Regions from separate parts of the Oryctolagus cuniculus genome. Here region 1 is linked to region 2. The links are chromatin contacts, called in public Hi-C maps. All regions are on one chromosome and are shown on one strand. Each heading gives the region's core, a stretch centred on a gene start, on an enhancer-like site or on the middle of the called end of the contact. The rest is flanking DNA. Distances are from core to core; before and after follow the strand shown. Region 1 overlaps P2RX3 (purinergic receptor P2X 3). Region 2 overlaps RTN4RL2 (reticulon 4 receptor like 2).

Region 1 (6,243 bases), core at 1,977-4,476, 110 kb before region 2:
TTCATGGGAAGCAGCAGGGTAGGAAGGAGCTTTGGATTCCAACAGCCAAGTTCATGTCCCAGCTGTACCCCTTACAAGGTGGAATAGCCTGAAAATTGCTGGGCCTTTCTCCCGCCTTGTAAAATCGGGACTGTGTTGCGGGCTGAGTCATGAGTACTATTCCCTGAAAGTTGTGTGCCAGGTCCTGTGCCAGCCTTCACATCCAGTGGGCTTGTTTAAATCCTTACAGCAACCCTACAGTCACTGCTATTATCTCCATTTTACAGATGGAGAGACCGAGACTCAGCAAGGGCAAGTAACTTGCCCAAGGAGGCCTTATAAACAAATTCAAGTGGCTGAGCTGGGATTCAGGCCCAGAACTATCTCATTCCAAAGTCCCAAGGCCACCAGCTGGCCCTCTGAGCTGTTGTTGTGAGGCCTGAGAGAAATGATGGGCGCAGAAGCTTGTAGCCTAGAGCTTGGCGCCACACACGTTGTGTCCCTACTCTTATTCCCACTTTCTAGCACAGAGTCTGGTTCCTACCCGCAGCACCTCCTTTCCCACCTCACCAGCTGCCAGATCTAAATGTTTTCTGTTTGGGAGAGAAACAGCCTGTTGTTACCACATCATCCTGGCTCCACCTGCCCAAGCAGAATTCAGAAAGGCCCAAGTTAGCAGGAGGAAACCCTAAGGCCAACATTGCAAAACTCAGTCTCTGAGATGTTCAAGCATCTCAGAAATCCATTTGTTCTCCCAGCAAGCATTTATCCAGCCCAGCCCCTGACTTCCGGCTCTAGGCCGCTGGGCAGACGGGCCGTGAGATACGCCCAGCTCGTAGTCTGCAATCCAAATGGTTGTGTCTGAGCCGGTGTGGCAGGTGCTGCGCTAGAGGTCTCGATGCAGTGGGGAATAGGAACGGCAACTCAGGCGGTTCGCAGCCTCGATTTCACACCAGTAAACCCACCCGGGAGAGGAAAAGAAAGCAAAGCCCAGATGTGGGGTGCTTGCTGACCTCCACGGTGTGAATTCACCACTGCGGCCAATCTCAAGCGAGAAGTGGCTAAAGGAGGACTTGGGAAAGCCCACACCCAGCTGGCCAGGGCAAGGTGGACACGGCCGCAGGGGCTTCCATCCATGTCCAGCGTGCAGCCTACTCGGGACTCATTTCCCACAAGAGGGCTTGCAGGTCCCTCGGCCAAGAAAGCTGCCCCTTCCCCTGGCCTGCCTCCCTCTCCACTGCCCACTCGTCAGGTCTCAAATTCTGTGTCTTTTTCCCATGAAGCCTTGCCAGAGCCCCAGCTAAGTCAAATGTCTCTGGCATCTGGGCTCCTAGAGTAGAGCCCCTCTGCCTCCCAGCCCTTCCCTTCTGTCTCATGTTAGCTGCTTATGGGGTGATGTGATTGATCGCTGTCTTCTGCCTCTAGTGCGAGCAGAGCTTGCTGCCTTATCAGCGGTGCCTAGCACAGGGTCTGGCACACAGCAGGTGCAACATCTGTTGGTTGCTGACTGAGAGGCTCTCTGAGCTGGGCCCTAAAGGATGAACAGGAGTTTGCAAGGTGGAAAGGGCAGAAGAGCGGAGACATGCAGGCAGGAGCATGGACATCTGTCTGTGTCCATGGGGTGAGTTGGGGGAAACACAGGGAGGCAGGGGGTGTGGTGCAGCTGGAACTGAGGAGCGCGATGAGAGTGGAACCTACAGAGGAGGCCAGAAAGGCAACTGAGCCAGGCTGGGGGACTTGCATCCCAGGCCAAGGTGTTCTAAGGTAGGGTTGTCCCCACCAACCCCATTTCCCAGAGAAGACCACTAAAGGCAGAGAGGTGAGAATGGGAGAATTTGGAAGAGACCAAGGCCCAGGCATGGTGTAGCTCAGCCAAGGGGGTCCTTCTTCCAACACTCTGTGCTTCCTGTGCTTCCTGCTCTGCCCTCAGCCAAGCGACAGCAAGCACATTTGAAAGAGCCCCTACTGGAGATCTGAAAGAAATGAGTCAGGACCTAACAGAAATCAGGCAACACAAAGAATGAGATTGCTAGTTAGGAATATGGCCTCAGCCGCTGAGCTGCCTGGTTCTGAATCCCAGCGGTGCTTAGCACCCTTAGGCAAGTGGCCTAACCTCTCTGAATCCGATTCTGCACTGTGAAATAGGAAGAACAACCATACCTAATTTCATGGAGGTGGTTATGCCCAATGAGTTAAGTGTAGAGCACTTGGTGCAATGCCAGGGCCCATAGCAAGCACTCAACTAAATGTTGGCTGTTAATATTGCAACCAACTTCACGTCCCAGCCATGTCCCTTGCAGAACCTGATTGTCTCCCAGAGTCGGCAGGGTGTGATGGTGAAGGAAAATGCAGGAATTACGTTTTCCTTTTATCCTGATCCTAGGATAAGAAAGGAAGGTGCTCGCCATGGCTGGGCACGCTCTGGATGAACTGAGAGGCCCTCTCTGGATTCAGCCTCCTCATAGCCCTGTCTCCTTCCTCTTTTCTTGGAGATAAAAGCCCTGGAGAGGTCAGCAGTTTGGCCTGGTGGGGAAGCCACAGCACCACACCCAGGTCTGCTAGGGCCCTCAGAGGGCTTGTTCCTGGGGATGGAGCTGTGTAGTGATTTGCTCTCTCTCTCTCTTTCTGGAATCACTATCCAACTCTAACTTTTGGTTTCTGGCAAATGACTTCCCCTCCCTGAGGCTCAATTTTCTCGATCATAAAACGAGGGGCATTTGTAGCAGCGTGGGTTAAGTACGCTCCCGGCTGTGACAAGCAGCCCCTCACCTCAGTGGCTTGGCACACTGTTTCCTTGCTCACAGCACGGTGCATTGTGGGCTGGTGGGGTGGGGAGCTCCACACAGTCATTCAAGGAGTGACTTGTCTCTGCTCAGGGTCCTCCCCGTGTGGCACCTGAGCAGCTGGCCAGCTGGTGAGGAAAAAGTCACAAGCCTTGCTTGCATTCACATTCCATGGCAAGAGCTAGTCACAGGGCCCCACCTCGGTGCCAGGGACATGGAAACCGTGGCCCAGCCAGGTGCCAGAGAGAAGCTACCCCAGTCCCTGGTGACCACCGAGCCATGTCTTCCATAGGGGATGGGCTGGGTCCCTGCCAGCAGTAGTCAGGGCTCCTGGGCCCCTCCCCTGTCTGCAGCCTGGCCCTCCCTCCCTGAGTTCTGCTCCTCCTCCCTCCCACCCAGGCAGGGAACAGGTCCCTGCCAAGCCTCCTCTGAGGGCGGGTGGTGGTGAGATAATGATCTTCCCATGCTTGTTGCCTCTTGGAAGGCAGGTGCTGGAGGGAAACCAAGTCCGCTTGCATTTTTCTCCCTGTTCCCTTCACATTCCTTCCCAGGATAAATTTAGCCAGCCCTCGCTTTGAACAGCAGTGCCCAGGATGCCGGCTTCTCGTTCTCCAAGTTGATGTCAGAGCATCTTTCATGGTTGAAGTCTTAGGCCGGGAATGAAGACTGCAGGACCCATAGTCCCCACCTCTGCCCTGGCCCGAGCCTCTGCCTCAGGCCAACCCTGGCTCAGTCCCCACCAGGCATCAGCTGCCGCAGCTCAGAGGCGGGGCCTGGGCTTCTCCCCGCCTGGGAAACAGACCCAGAGTTTGGGAGGGCTTTGAGAGCTTCACAAGGGCTGCTTCTCCTTAGCAGCCCCGGTGGGCAAGGTGGCTCAGCGGGGGCAACAGGGACTGTGGCGTCTCCGGTGTGGGTGCGAATCCTGCCTAGTTACCTTCTCATCTGCCTGCTTGTCTGTATAATGGGTCCACAGCAGTGCATCCTTCATGAGATTCACTGGGGTGCTTATAGTATGAGGTTTGCATGTTTCTGGGGCTTTACAAATGGTGAGTGACAAGCTATCCTTAGCCTCAGATCTGTCTGAAAGCCTCAGGGAGGACTTTCTGGAAGCTTCTAGCCATTCCAGGTACTTCTGTTTCCAATCTCCTGGACGCCTACTTGGAGGTGAGGTTCTTGCGCAGCATCATCTTTCTGGAAACACCCCTGTTGGTGTCCGTCCTCTTATCCTCAGGCAGCTGTAACTTGAATTCGCTCTCATTGTCTTTTCTTTTTTTTTTAAGATTTATTTTATTTATTTGAAAGACAGAGTTACAGAGAGAGGTAGAGACAGAGAGAGGTCTTCCATCCACTGATTCACTCCCCAGATGGCTGTAACAACTGGAGCTGCGCCGATCCGAAGCCAGGAGCCAGGAGCTTCTTCTGGGTCTCCCACGTGGGTGCAGGGGCCTAAGAACTTGGGCCCTAGCAAAGTCGCTCTCATTGTCTTGATCCGTGAAACTCTCTCTGGCCACCTCCCACACCATAGCTGGTTTTTCCCACTTTCCCTGACCTCCAAGCCTTTCTTCTCCAGCTAAGGGGCTGTACTTCCTCCCACCTCCTTGCTGTGGCCCTACTGATGGTTACGGCAGGTCTTATTCTCTGGAGAAGATCCTCTCGCCTAAGCCTGCTTTTCCCTTCCACTGCAGAGCCTACGTGAAACACCTTATGGGGTCAAGCTGCCCCCGACACACTTTTCTGGCACAGTTTTCAGCCTCACAAGGGCAACAGGTGCCTCACCAAGGCCTCATGTCTCTGGCCATGCTCAGGCACAGCAGAGACAGAAAATATGGCCCCAGTTCTCCTGCACTCATTCCTCCATGGCCCAGACGCAGCTCTCCAAGCCTGAGCTACCTCCTCTGCAGAATGGGGGTGATGGGGTGCGGTGGGAGCAAGAGGTGTCCTGGGAGGAAAGAGTGGACAGGCTCAAGAGGAGCGATTGCATGGAGGGACTGTTCGAAAAGGCCAGTGAAGGAGCCTAGCACTGGAGACACTGGAATCGGCTCCCACTGAGGCTGGCGCGGCACGCAGAGGGAGCAGGTCCCGGAACCTGGAGGGAGCCGAGGCTCAGGACAGGGGCTGCCCCACAGGTTCTTGGCCTTAGTGGTGATGGAGGTGGGATCAAGCCCCTGTCAGAGGCCTGGGAGACTAAGCACCTTGCCCTTTCCTGCCTCCCACCCTCTGATGCCCTGTTGCCCTTGCCACTGGCTAAACCTAGGAGCTGCTGGAAGCAGTGCCCAGGGCCCAGAGCTGGGCAGAGTATGGACAGCACATGCATGCTTAGGAGCGGACAGAGTCTAACACAGGGACCCCACAATGGTGCCTGCATGGAAGGCTTGGTCTCTGTCTACCCACATTCCCAGCAAACCTGCCAGGTGTCCCTAGCATACCCATTGGTATAAATAAGGACACTGACACCCCAAGGGCTAAGCAACATAAAAGACCCCTGGAAAGTGGTGGAGACAGGATTTAGACTGGTTTCTTTCTGGCTGCAAAGATTTCTGCATGGCAGCCAGAGCAGACGGCGGCCTGTGTTTCCTGGTATAAGGTGACGCTTCCCCATCACAGGTTCACGCCTCCCACATCTGTAGCCCCTACGTTATTGATTTGCTTGGGCTGTGAGTTCCTTCTCACTGCTGTGCAGTGCGCAAAGCAAGTGCCCTGGGGAGGGACGTCACAGCCCTCCACAGAGGGGAGGAGTATCTGCAGCCCCTTTTCCTGCTGGGAGAGGCTTGGGAATCTGCAGGGATCGGGAGCCCGCAAGGGGAGCAGCCAGGACCCCATCAGTGTCAACCCCACACACTCACAGGAAAAGTCAGGGTGTTCAGTCTGCTGGGCCTCTGACTCGGCTCACGTACTCCTCACCACATTCCAAAGACAATGGCATGAGGAACCCATCCTCCAGCTGTGGAGCAGTGGCCCAGAGGGGTGACTCTGCTAGTGTAGGGGTCTTGCCTACACTGGGCAAAACCAGGGGGGAAATGGCCTGGCTCAGGGAGCCAAGGACCCATGCAACTCGAATCCCAAGCCCGGCACTGAGTAAAGTCCTTCCCCAACGCAGCCATCAGCACCGTGGGGACAGGACGCCCACGGCTGTTGGTGGTGAGGATGAGCCCCTCCTGAGAAGTCCCCAGCACCATTCCCAGACCCCAGCAGCCAACGCAGAGAGAAGGCGTAGCAGACAAGGTGCCCCACTGGGGCAAATCCAGTGCTGAGTCCCACCAGTGGGGGAACTCTGGGTGCTTTGAGGCCCCCAGAGGCTCATTTGCAAAACAGAACCCCATAGGTGTGTGGCCAGGGTGAGATGAGATGAGGTGTCACCCCGCAAGCACAACCTGTTTCCTCAGCACTGACAACAGCCAACAATCAGCGAGCATTTTCCAGGTGCTGAACCACCTTCCGAGCGTAAAAGCCCAAGACATGCGGTTTCACTCAGTTCTCACTG
Region 2 (6,686 bases), core at 1,873-4,372:
CTGCGTCTGCTCACGGAGCACGTGTTCCGCGGCCTGGGCAGCCTGGACCGGCTGCTGCTGCACGGGAACCGGCTGCAGGGTGTGCACCGCGCGGCCTTCCGCGGCCTCAGCCGCCTCACCATCCTCTACCTGTTCAACAACAGCCTGGCCTCGCTGCCCGGCGAGGCGCTCGCCGACCTGCCGGCGCTGGAGTTCCTGCGGCTCAACGCCAACCCCTGGGCGTGCGACTGCCGCGCGCGGCCGCTCTGGGCCTGGTTCCAGCGCGCGCGCGTGTCCAGCTCCGACGTGACGTGCGCCACGCCCCCGGAGCGCCAGGGCCGAGACCTGCGCGCGCTGCGCGAGGCCGACTTCCAGGCCTGCCCGCCCGCCGCGCCCACGCGGCCCGGCAGCCGCGCGCGGGGCAACAGCTCCTCCAACCACCTGTACGGCGTGGCGGAGGCCGGCGCGCCGCCCGCCGACCCCTCCACCCTCTACCGAGACCTGCCCGCCGAAGACTCGCGGGGCCGCCAGGGCGGGGACGCGCCCACCGAGGACGACTACTGGGGCGGCTACGGGGGCGAGGACCGGCGCGGCGAGCAGACGTGCCCCGGCGCCACGTGCCAGGCGCCTCCGGACTCCCGCGGCCGGGCGCTCTCGGCCGCGCTGCCCGCGCCTCTGCTTGGCCTCGCGCTTCTGGTGCCTCACCTCTGACTGCGGTGGCTGAGACCCTCCGGCCACTGGCCGGGCCCGGCCCCACCGCCTTCCTCTCCACCCCCACCCCAGCTCCTCGGCTCCCCCCGGGACCTGGCCGCCTCTCTCCTTGCCTCCTGGGCTGTTCGGACTCAAGGCTGCTCCCAGAGGACAGGAACGGCGGCTCAGCCGTGCTGAACCCAATTCAAGCCATTAACTCTTCTTCCCCCATCCCCAGGCTGGGTTGGGGGCACCCCGGGCAGCCGCCGTCCCGGGGCCCACAGTGGACTCCGAAGGGGCTTTTTATCTGCAGTGCATCTCCCACCAGCAGAGCCTTCGGGCGCTCCCCCTGGGGGACGAATGCGTCACTTGGCGCCAGGGCGACCCTGGACCCTTGCTCATCCCGGTCCCCTCCACCTCCTGACACTGGAGGAACTCTTTTCTCCTAAGTCTACCCTGGACACTTTTTAGGGCTCCTGGAGAGAACTTTCCTCTCCACCACGGCCCCTGCGTGGTGAAGATTTAGAAAAAAAAAAGTTGTTTGGGAAAAAAAATTTATTAAAAATTCTATTATTTTAACTCCTGTAAGATTTGTTGGCGCAGCACCTCTAGAGTGGGATGAGGGCTTAGAACTGTATATTTCAGGGCCAGGAGGGGACCTGTTTCCTGGCAGCTGGAGCTGGTACATGCTTTCCCCTGCGGGGCGCAAGCTGAAGAGCAAGGGTGGTGTGGCCCTGAGACTACCCCGGGTGACCTCTGACAGGATGGCCAAAGGAAGCAGCAGCCGCCAACCCAGAGCTGCCTGGGGCCTGAGGAACCAAGCCGGGGGAAGGCAGGCAGCCTGGCTCTCAGCTCCACCAGGGCCCTGTTCCTTCAGGAAAGCGGGGTAGCTCCCACCTCCCCCTGCAAGGAGTGGTGACTTAGCATTTGCAGTCCCAGTTAGCCCAGACATAGCCTTGGGCAAATCTGAAAAGGGCACCTCCTCTTCAGGGAGACGCAGCCTGTGCCACAGAAAATACCTTAGTGATGGAGCAGGAGCTACGGCTGGATCTCAGCTCACATTTGCCTGGTTGGCTGAGTGTTCTTGTTCAATGTACTACGTGCACAACTGTACATAGCAGCTCTGTGGACATCCAGTCTCTCTGCCTTGGCTCTTGTGGGGTGTAAGCATCAGGGATGGAGTAGGTCAAGATAGGCAGTTATCCTGTCAAGCTGGAAGAGAGACCCCCCCCAGGGGATCAGAGAGATAGGAATCCTGATTTGGGGTGCATGGTGGTGTAAACAGAGACTTCTTCATTCATTCTGGTGTGTGGAGAGACTGGGGGGACAGGAAAGAACCCAGGCTAGGAAGGGGAGAGTGAGTCTAAGCAGACAGCAGTTGGACAGGGTGGCTTGCATTTAGGGTTAAAACTCTAGCTTGGGAGGGAGGTGGGAACCGGACAGAGGAGACCCAGGTGCTAGGGCTTGAGGAAGAGGGAGGCTGAGTCGGTGACTCTGGCTGGGGAAGTCGGAAGAGTCGACCTCTAAGGCTGGAAGCAGGTAGACTTTGGCTGGGGGTGGGGGTGGTGAGATCAACGGGTCAGGAACCCAGGGAGCTCCGTGTCAGGCCTTCCAGGGGCCTGTGACGTGGGAGGAGGCTAAGGACTAGGACTGGGGGGCCAGCCAGGCAAGAGCTCCGAGGGAGAAGGGCCGGCTGGCCTGCCTGCCACAGCCTGGGCAGGGGGAGGGGGGATGCTGGTAAATGAGAGGCAGGCTGTCCAGGTCACAGAATTATCATTGTGAAATATTCATGGGCCCTCGGTCCAGATGCTATTTCCGAACAGTGAGCGCGGGGAGGAGGGTGTGAGCCTCAGGAAGAAGCCTAAAGCAATACCACGGTCCAGCAGCCCCACCCCCGCCCCCAGCAGCCCAGACAGACCCACAGACGCCCATCTCCTGCACACCCACGCGCTCACACACACAAAGCAGAGAGCTATGCAGCAGCACGTGCAGGCACGCCAACCGCCCACGGTCCCAGATGTATCCCCAAGCACCGGTGTGCAGGCACACCAGCTCCACCAGGACCAGGGCAGAGCCCACCCCTAGGGATTTCATCCTGCCCTGCACCCCCCAGCCTCTGCAGACAACCCAAATTCCCAGCCTTCAGCCACACACCCTGAAAGAGCAGGGACCATCCAAACGCCCCAGTGCTCAGGACAGAGAGGCGGAAGAGACATCTCCCAGATTCCCCCAGCCCCAGGAAGAAGCAAAATTCATTCCCCTCCCTCAAGCTGGGAGTGTACCCCATTCTACCTTCTTTCCCTGGGCCAGATACCCAGCCTAGTTGCAGCTAACGCCTCTCCTTGTCTAAGCTCCCGAATCTGTTCAGTTACCCAGTCGGTCCCCCTCCTGGCCCCTATCCATCCCTCCCTTCCTATCCCCCCACCTCCCTTGCTCTAGCTACTCATTACCTCATGCCTAGAATATAAAAGAAAATAGCAATAACCTCCTCACTGGTTTCCCTACACTCAGTCTCTCCCTCCCTCCCACCCAGCCTGCCCACGGAGATCAGATTCATGAGACCAACTCCTGCATTATGTCATCTTGTCACTCCAGAACCTGCAGTGGCTCCCCACTGCCTGCAGGTTAAAGGGAACACCCTTCAGCAAAGTGTCAGCGATCCTTCAGGGTCCAGTGCTAGGCTTTTCTCCCGTGGCTGGAACGGCCGTGTCATCCTGACCCTCCGTCGTCACACGCCTGACATCCACGCCCTACTTGGAATGTGCCCCGGGCTTCCTCACTAAACCTCTCGGCAGATCACTGAAGCCAGGGCCGTCTGCAAGTCCAGGGCTGCCCCTCTCCCACCAACCGCGGCATCTTTGCCCTTCAAAGCCACAGAGGCTCCAGCTGGGGCTCCCTCCATGCAGACAGCTGCCCTCCACTGGCCACCTTGGGAAGCACAGCCAAGCTTCAGCCTGCGCTGAACTGAGGGCGAGCATCTAAGCCGCGGGGGAGAGGCCCGCGAGAAGGGCGCCAGATGACAGGGTTTATAAGCCCTTAAGCCTCTAAGGTTCTTACACCCAGCGCCGGGGGAGGCAGCACTTCCAGCTGGCTCCCTACTTCAGATCCCTAATCTGTGAGCGAGTGCCTCGCCCGTGAAACACACACAGGGCTCCCAGGACCCCCTGCAAGGGAAACTGGCCCACCAGACTCTTGAGAGGCCAGGAGGCCAGGGACAGGCCAGGTGGCAGGCCCGAGGTCCAGCCGGGTCAGGTTTCTGCATGAATTTTTAATGCTTGCAGCCAGACCTGTCAGATGTTCCGAAACCTGAGTGTCTTCTCTCATTTCCACACAGGATGTCCTTCCCATCCCACTGGGACAGGGAAGGCAGGCCTGGGCCGGCTATCCAATCACCTCTGGAAAAAATATTTGGGGTGTTGTGTGTGTGGAGGGGGAGGTAGAAGGCTGAATGACCCAATTATTCTCTCACCTCCTGGCTGTGTGATCTTGGGTGAGTTGCTTAACCTCTCTGAACACAAGAGGTTTGGGGGTTTATTTGCTTCTTTGTTGGGGCCAGTGCTGCCTGTCTTGACTGAGTCTGCGTGGAAAAGGGCAAGAGCCTACGGGAAGACGACCTACGTGGCTGTCATTGTCATCTTCCCCCAAGTCTTTCCCGCCAAATCCCCCCCCCCACGTTGTCTCTGGCTCCTTCTTTTGCAGATAGGGACTTTGGTTGGCTCTGCCATCCCCACCCCCCCCCCGCCCCCACCCCAGGCCCATCTCAGAGTCCTCTGGCCTTTCCTGGAACTTCAGAGAGAAGCAGGGTTGGTGGAGCACAACAGGGCGGACGGAGGGAGTGAAGTTCGCAGAAGGGACTGAAGAGGGCCGGGGAGGGAAGCCCCTGCTCAGAGACAAGAGGAGGCCAGGTGTGGACCCCCCCCCCCTTTTCATCTTCCTCTCCTCCCTCTTGCAGCTTTCTGGAGACCCGCCTGGCACCCTCCCGCCAGAAGCAGAGGCCCACCCTAGGCAGGTGGGCAGGGGGCGGGGCATTCAGGAAGGTGTGCGGGTGAGGGCTCTGGCAGGAGGCTCCGGCCAGTCTTCCCAGCCCACCAATCCCTGGCACAATCCTTCTGAAAATAAGGACCTTTTGCATCTGATTTAAGCGGGGAGCGGATTCCTGAGCCCCTCCCCCACCTGCCGAATCAGCCCGGGACTCTGCGTTTGTGACAAGTGGAGGTGGGTTATGATCCAGAGCCATCTCCTCCTCGGAGGTGGTGGAGGTGGCGCGGTCCAAGCAGGGCAGATGGGATAATGCTTCCCCTCCACACACAGTGGGGGTTCCCGACAATACTCCTGGGGGTCCGCGTGATGCTGGGGGGTGGGGTGCGGAGGGATAGCAGGTGTTCGAGGGAAAAGAAGGGGTCCTCACGCCAGAGACTGGTGAGCAGCAGGAAAAAGAGACGCCTACAGGGTGTGCCCACCCTCCTCTTCGAGGCCATCCGACATGCAGACATGCAGAATCTCGGGCTGGGACGTGGAGACGCTGAACAGCCCACACCGGGTTCTAGCGGGGAGGGGCGGAAAGGAAACTTTCTATCACCCGGCACCAGTGGCCTTGCCCGCCGTCCAGCCCCGGGCCCTGGCCGCACAGCACCCCCGGCCACCCCAACGCAGCCCCGGCCGGGCGCCGTTTCATCCCACCTCCCACCCCGCCTCAGGTCCCAGCTCATCCGTCAGCAGCGATGACCCCTCCTCTGTCCGTGACCCCTGAACTCGGCCCTTGGCCCATTAACCCTTGCAACCCGGGCCGCTCCCTGCGGGTCTGACCCCGCCAGCCTGCCCCGCCGCGGGGGTGCCAGGGTAAGGGGCCAGGGCTCTCCGGGAAAGAGGCAGGCGCTTGCCACCCTCCCCCCTCGCTCTTTCCGGGAAGACACGGGGAGGGGGGCTTCTCCTGGGAGACTCGGGGCGTCGAGATTCCTCGCTCCCCGTTCTCCGGCCCCCGCACCCCTCCTCCTGCCGCCGCGCACCCTCTCCCCTCCCCGGCCATCTGTTCCGCTCGGCAGCGCCGCGACAAACACGGCTCCAGCTCGCTTCCGCCCCTGCCCAGCCCCCTCCCCAAACTCCCCGAGGAGCCGGGGGTGGGGCCGGGTAGGGGTGAGCAGCCATCCCCTCCTAGGAAGCCGGAAAGTCCTCCTCCACCTCCCACCCGGTCCCGAGCCGGGGGGGGGGGGGGGGGGGGCAGAGCCAACGGCGGGGACCCCTCCTTGCGTCGAGGGGGTCGCGGGGCTGGGAGTAACGATTGTCAGGATGCGGGGCGGGGTTCTGGTCTGTGTGGGGAAGTCTCAAAGGAGGGGGCAGAGCCACCCCAGAAGAAGGGGTCTGGAGTCCGAGCCTGGGGCTGGGTAGGGATAGGGGGCTCCGCGCCTGCCTCGCCGCCCCCTCCCACCCTGTCCCAAACTGCAGCCACGCAGCGCCGCCTGCTGGGCACGCAGAGTACCGGCTCGCACGGCGCTCTCGGTCCGCTCGCCCTCGCCCGAGAATCTGGGGGACCGCGGCGGCTTCCCCCGGGGGGAGGCAGGGTCCCGGACAGAGAGCGCAGTGAGGCCCCGGCAGGCCCTGTGGGAGCCGGCCGAACCCGCTGGTGGATGCTGCCCAATTTTAAGGAATTGGCTCAGAGCAGCCAGAGCTGTGCTGCGACATTGCCAATCCTCCAGTGCCCCCTGGCAAGTGTTTGCTCTTTGGGAAAATGGGTGGACCCGGCTGTTTCTGATAAGCTTCTCCGGAGAACTTACCATGGGCCACGGCTGGGCTGGGACGAATGCCTGTTGGGGCCGCCAGATCCTTAACAAAAGGTAGTTGCTCTTACAGTCCGGATTCACCCTAACCCAGGAGTACAAGCAGGCAGGGGTAGGGCTGGGTCGGTTGTAAGGGACATTGCGAAGGTGGTTTGTTCTCAAAAACGGTGTCTTCCCTTGATGTAGATCATTCTAAAGCCACATTTAAAAAGACAAATATAGGAAAATACGAAGCAAAATTTG

Evidence for each region. A called contact is a pair of places that touch in the nucleus more often than the background predicts.
Region 1: a contact with region 2 is called in a Hi-C map of embryonic fibroblasts, with 2.5 times the contacts expected there. The contact joins two enhancer-like sites. A contact is called at or near these places in 4 of 6 Hi-C or Micro-C datasets (ear pinna, embryonic fibroblasts, skin fibroblasts and 1 more).

The regions. Positions count from the first base shown.
Region 1 is chr1:14,755,459-14,761,701 of mOryCun1.1, reverse strand. The region is part of intron 8 of P2RX3 (purinergic receptor P2X 3); the gene reads left to right. Among named protein-coding and RNA genes, the nearest start is that of PRG3, 14 kb to the right of the region's middle. Within about 2 kb of position 3,226, at least 3 of the 8 cell types and tissues checked have an H3K27ac peak or open chromatin away from gene starts, as enhancers often do.
Region 2 is chr1:14,648,652-14,655,337 of mOryCun1.1, reverse strand. It overlaps RTN4RL2 (reticulon 4 receptor like 2), which reads left to right. Exons shown (of 3, transcript XM_008271357.4): 3 at 1-1,248. The coding sequence ends at 690. Among named protein-coding and RNA genes, the nearest start is that of RTN4RL2, 16 kb to the left of the region's middle. Within about 2 kb of position 3,122, at least 1 of the 8 cell types and tissues checked has an H3K27ac peak or open chromatin away from gene starts, as enhancers often do.